2 separate regions of the Sus scrofa genome follow, and region 1 is linked to region 2. Evidence: chromatin contacts called from public HiChIP or PLAC-seq data. All regions are on one chromosome and are shown on one strand. The core of a region is the stretch at or near the end of the contact, and the rest is flanking DNA. Distances in the headings are between cores, read along the strand shown.

Evidence for each region. HiChIP or PLAC-seq counts read pairs in DNA pulled down with a chosen protein or histone mark.
Region 1: an H3K27ac HiChIP or PLAC-seq map of alveolar macrophages shows a contact between it and region 2. The contact joins the promoter of LOXL3 here to the promoter of PCGF1 in region 2. A contact is called at or near these places in 1 of 5 promoter capture datasets (fetal liver), 13 of 47 Hi-C or Micro-C datasets (alveolar macrophages, embryonic fibroblasts, epiblast stem cells and 8 more) and 2 of 2 datasets of contacts at active chromatin or transcription factors (alveolar macrophages and skeletal muscle).

Annotation. Positions count from the first base shown.
Region 1 is chr3:68,496,758-68,499,457 of Sscrofa11.1, reverse strand. LOXL3 (lysyl oxidase homolog 3) reads right to left here and starts at 1,344. Exons shown (of 14, transcript XM_021087324.1): 1 at 1,194-1,344. DOK1 (docking protein 1) reads left to right here and starts at 2,084. Exons shown (of 5, transcript NM_001143705.2): 1 at 2,084-2,180; 2 at 2,563-2,700. The coding sequence starts at 2,121.
Region 2 is chr3:68,539,399-68,542,098 of Sscrofa11.1, reverse strand. PCGF1 (polycomb group RING finger protein 1) reads right to left here and starts at 1,425. Exons shown (of 9, transcript XM_005674546.3): 1 at 1,277-1,425; 2 at 755-860; 3 at 456-608; 4 at 1-23. The coding sequence starts at 1,369.

The sequences.
Region 1 (2,700 bases), core at 95-2,594, 43 kb after region 2:
CCATGCGGTTGCGGGTTTGATCCCTGGCTTCGCTCAGTGGGTTAAGGATCCAGCGTTGCCTGTGAGCTGTGGGGTAGGTCGCAGATGTGGCTCAGATCTGGTGTTGCTGTGGCTGTGGTGTAGGCTGGTGGCTACAGCTCTGATTGGACCCCCAGCCTGGGAACTCCATATGCTGTAGGAGCGGCCCTCAAAAGGCAAAAAGACAAAAAAAAAAAAAAAGAAGAAGAAAACAGAGATTAGAGACCAAGATCAGAGACGGGTCAAGATAAAGAGAGACTGAGCAAGAGACACTGAGAGGAAGACCCAGACAGACAGGATGTGAGAAGGGAAACAGAATGAAAGGAGACCAAACCGACAGTGGAAAGAGACCCTGTTGAAGACGGCCAGAAGGGGCTCAGTAGAGCACCTGGGACCCAGAGAGCAGCTGAGAAAAGGAGGCAATAGGTGAGGAGGAGGGGGACTGACAGGTGCCAACGTGCAGAGACAGGAGGGACCCAGATGACCCCACTCAGCCAGTCAGACAGAGGCAGGCAAGGAGGGGCTTAGGAGACCCTCCATTCCCTGAATGGCAGCCAGGCAGAGAGTCCGTTCTGGGCAGATTCCAGGCTGAGCAGGCAAAGACCAGAATGCATCAGAGAACTCGCTGCACACCCTACATGCCCTGCAGGGTCAAGAGGCCCAGGAGGGCCAGGCCTCAAGTTGCGGGGGATGGGGTGGGGTTGTCCAAGCCTCTGGCCAACACCGCCACCGCCATCACCGGGCAACCGGAGGCGAGGGCACCAATCAGTTTCTCAGCCAAGGCCTTTCCTTCCGTGTGGAGCGGAGAACAGCCCCTCTACAGGGAGCTCCCCCCACCCCCAACATGCTTCCCCCAACTCAGACAAACAACCCAACAAGACAGCTTTGTTCGGGCACATCTTGGCTTGGGGACCCAGGGATGGGGCCTCACAGAGGAGCCCCCAGCCTCAGGGCCCTCCCGGCTGCCCTATTTGGAACACCCTGTACCCCACCCCCCAATACCTGCTTCCTTTCTCCACTTTCCTCCTGCCTTCCTCTTCTTTGACAAAAATAGAGCCCTCAGTAGGTTGGCTTCCCTTTGATTCTATCCCACATCACGCCTTTCCCCTGCTCCTTCCACCATCCTCTCCATCCGCAACTCCCCTTCATCCTGCCGGCAGCCTGACTCCCCCTACCTTGGCCTGAGCGGGGCTCTAGCGGCTGGGAGAAGAGTCCTGGTCCTGGAGATCAGTCCTAGGACTTCCAAAAAAAGTGCTCTGCCAGGGGAGACTGGATCCCCCCCTTTTCTCCCCCCTCTCCTTTCGTTCCTCCCAAGTCCCCCTGGGCCCTCCCACATTCCGCCTTCTCCCTTGATCCCTCGCAGGCCAGTTCCCTCCTCTTCTCTCCCCCTCCTCCTTGGAGAGCTGGCCGCTGCTGTTGCTCCACCTCCCTCCCGCCCTCCTCCCCGCCCCTCCCAGTCTGTTTAATAAAGCTTTCTTTTCCCGGGGGTTGGATGCTGGGCAGCTGCGGCCGGGAGAGCTGGGCACATGAGGGGCCGCGGGGCCGCAGGCCGTCGCGGGCTGCGTGCCGTGCGGGGATCTCCGCTCCGGGAAGTCTTCCAGTCCCCAGCCCTTCCCCACATCCCCAGCTCTGCCGGTCGTAAACAGCACATCTCGGACCTAGCTGGAGATGGGTCCCATCGGAGGAATTGTGGCCACGAGGGCCCACGTGGTTACTCCGGTGCCCCAGTGTGCCCTTTGGCATTTTTCGAGGTGATTTCACGGCCTTCATTCCGAAGTCAAGTTGAGCATCTGAGGTCGCACAGTCCCCAAGCCCAGGTGCCAGAACTTTCTGATGGAAACCACGAGTTTTCTCTTGAGAGAGCCACTTGGTAGAGCCACCCAGGAATAGGGGTAGGGGCCTGGAGGTGGTGCACCGTGCAGCTTCTCTGGTACCCCCTCCCCTTCCTTCTTGCTCCTCTCCTTCCTCCCTTTCGCGGTCCTAGGAGGTCGGGGAGGAGCGGGAACGCCTCCCGCGGGCCCCGCCCCGCCCCGCCCCGCCCTCCGCCCGGCCCCGCCTGGGGCCCGCGGGGCCAGGAAGCGCCGAAGGAACCGCCGGGGGCCATGGACGGGGCCGTGATGGAAGGGCCGCTGTTTTTGCAGAGTCAGCGTTTCGGTACCAAGGTAGTCTGGGCAGGGGTTGTCGAACCCCCCATCAGAGTTAGGGGTGGGCGACTGAGCCCAGGAGGGAGGAGGTGGGCAGCGGGATAGAGCGGAGCGCCGGGAGCCAGAGATCCTGTGACGGTCCCGCTGAAATGTTTTGCACACACTCGGGAGAAGCGTCTGCCGGCCTCCGGGTACGCCGCCTCTGGTCCTGGGGAGACAGAGCGGCATCCTCCTTAGGGAACTTCGCCCGCCGTCGGGAAGCCACAGACCTGAAATGGGCCTGCGCGGGTCCTTCCTTCCCCGTCTGGGCTCGGGTCGCGTCCTTCCTTCCCCGTCGGGCCCGGGCCGCGGGTACTTGCCGGGTCCCTGCCCAGCTTCCCTCGGCTCTCTGTCTCCCCAGAGATGGAGGAAGACCTGGGCGGTGCTCTACCCGGCCAGCCCCCACGGCGTCGCGCGGCTCGAGTTCTTCGACCACAAGGGGCCGAGCTCTGGAGGGGGCCGAGGGGGCTCGCGCCGCCTGGACTGCAAGGTGATCCGT
Region 2 (2,700 bases), core at 176-2,675:
TTCTCGGATCCGTTTCTCTTCACCTAGAAGGGAGTGGAATATGGGAAGTAAAGAATAAACCCTCCCTTGGAGTTCCCTTCGTGGTGCAGTGGTTAATGAATCCTATTAGGAACCATGAGGTTGCGGGTTCGATCCCTGGCCTTGCTCAGTGGGTTAAGGATCCAGAGTTGCTCTGAGCTGTGGTGTAGGTCGCAGATGTGGCTCGGATCCCACGTTGCTGTGGCTGTGGTGTAGGCCAGCAGCTACAGCTCTGATTCGACCCCTAGCCTGGGAACCTCCATATGCCACAGGTGCAGCTCTAGAAAAGACAATAAATAAATAAATAAATAAATAAACCCTCCCTCTCTTTGTCCTTCTAGCTGTCAACCTCTCTACCTACCAAAGCCCTTATCACCTCAAGCTGCCACCCAGCATCAGTCCTCTAGAGGCCTCTCAAAGTCAGGTTGGTTACTCACTGTCTTGCAAGCCTGGCACTAGCTTGTACACGATGTCCTGCATGACCCGGTCCAGTTTGAGGTTGAGCAGTGGCTGTGTCTCATGGATCTTGATGTTGCACATGGGGCAGTACTTGCTGGTTTGGAGGTACTTCACAATACAACTCTTGCAGACTGCAAGAGAAAAGCAGATTCTCAGGCCCTCCGTAAATAGGGTTCATGGGCTGGGCGGGGTTCCTGGGTGGTTGGGGCAAGCAGCTGGCAGCTAGCTTGGTGGGGAGTAGGGCCTGGAAGAACCAGCCAGGGTCCAGGGCACTCACACGTATGAAGACACTCAGTGATGGTAGTGGCATCCACGAAGTATCCTGCGCACAAGCAGCAGACGATGTGTTCATTCAAGTCTTTGATCTTTACTCGAACCTCCTCCTGCAGACACACCCTCTGTCAACGATCATTCCCCTAACCCCATCCCATGTGCCTTCACAACTTGGAAGTCGCCTCTCATCAGACTCCACTCCAATCCTGCACCCTGCGCGGTCAGATTAGCTCCCCAAGGCTGACACTCTCCCTCCGCCCAGCAGAGGGCTCCGCGCACAGCAGGGGCTCTGTTCAAGCCAACTCGCCCGATCTTCCTTTCCCAAGGGAGACTACGAGACGTAGGCTGCACAATGCGCAGGCGTCCTAGACCGGAGTTTGGCAACCGGACCGCAACCGCGCAGGCGCATTGGGCACCCTGTCTCTGCGCAGGCGCACTGGGCGCCCAGCCAGCCACCGCCCGTCCTCTAGCCGGCCCCGGTTCCCACAGCTAACCGACTACAGTGGTAACCCTGCCGCCCCTGCACCTCGTTCCGTAGCGGGTCCATCTTGTACACTGACTGGAGCTGGTTCCGAAGCCTCATCGCGATCGCAATCTGGCCCCCCTGAGGAGACGCCATCTTAAAGGCTGATCCCGGCCTGCCACTTCCGGTGCCGCCTGCGGGGCGGGACTTGTCGCCTCGCAACGACAGCTTAGGTCTTTTCGGATTCGCTGACCCTCTGTAAGGCCCCGCCCATACCCCTCTCTCCCCGTGTGCTCACCTGAGCCCCACTGGCCCCTCCCCCTCCTCAATCCGTACTTGGGGAGGGGGGGCGTGGGCCGGGGTCCTATCTCATTGACCTCATATAGAAATCATCATAATAGACCCTACACGACTTCGGGACTAACTTTTGGAGCCTGCAAAAAACTGCCGCCTTCTACCCCAAAAGGCCCGGCGGTCTCTGCCCGCCACCGCTCAGGGTCATCAATCTCTTGTGACGAAGTCCCCGCTAAAGAAGCCCCTCGGGAGCTTGAAGTGTCGCCCTCCTTGGCTTGACGCGTCCGCTTTATGGAGCTTCATCCCGATGGCGGGCCTCTCCCGGCTCCACAGCTGGGAGTTTCCTGGGGCTTAGCGGAATCTCCGAGAGGGTGGCAGGGAGGGAGGGACCCCCAGAGACTTGGTAGTGATCTTACCCCCGCCCCCATTCTCCCCCCTGCCGCCGAGGATGGGGGGGGCAGGCCCTGGTTAATGATGATGATTCAATCATCGGCGCCTGCGGAGGCCTGGGACAGACTAATGCAGAGCAGATGCCCAAGGAGGAGGGGAGGTCGGCTAGGACACTACCGCGCACAGACACGCTGAGGCAGCGAGTCCTGCGGTAGCATAGGCCCAGTCCCGTGCTTGGAAAGGACGCAGGGCCACTACACTTGGTACACCAACGTCCCTAGGTACTTTTTAAAATGTAGGGATTAAAAACAAACGAACAGAATAAGAGCACTGTGGCGTATTAACATCAAGTGCAATTGGAGACTCAAGAAGGGAGAGATCCCAGTGGAGACCTCCTACGGGCTTTCTGGAAGAAGTGGATCTTTGTATGGGCATAGTTTAGAGACCGGGGGTGTGATGGGAGTGGGGCAAGAAGTGCTAGAAATAGAAAAGAAAAGCAAAGGGGAGGAAAATGAACGGAGAGGGACAGAAAGGAGACCAAGGCATAGATTTGAGAGTAGTGATAGTCTTCTTATTGAGTTGGGACTCTAGCCTGAGGACAATAGGGAGCTAAGAGTTTTTTTTTTTTTTTTTTTTGAAGGGAAGGAGTTAATCCTATGAAAGAAACATAATTGTTCATTTATCTTCAGAGTGAATTAGAGTGAATAGTGGCAAGAAGGTATGAGATTAGTGATTTTTTTTTTTTTAAATCAACTACTTCTCACTACAGCCACTGCTTACCTCCCTGGTCGAGATACTGTCAA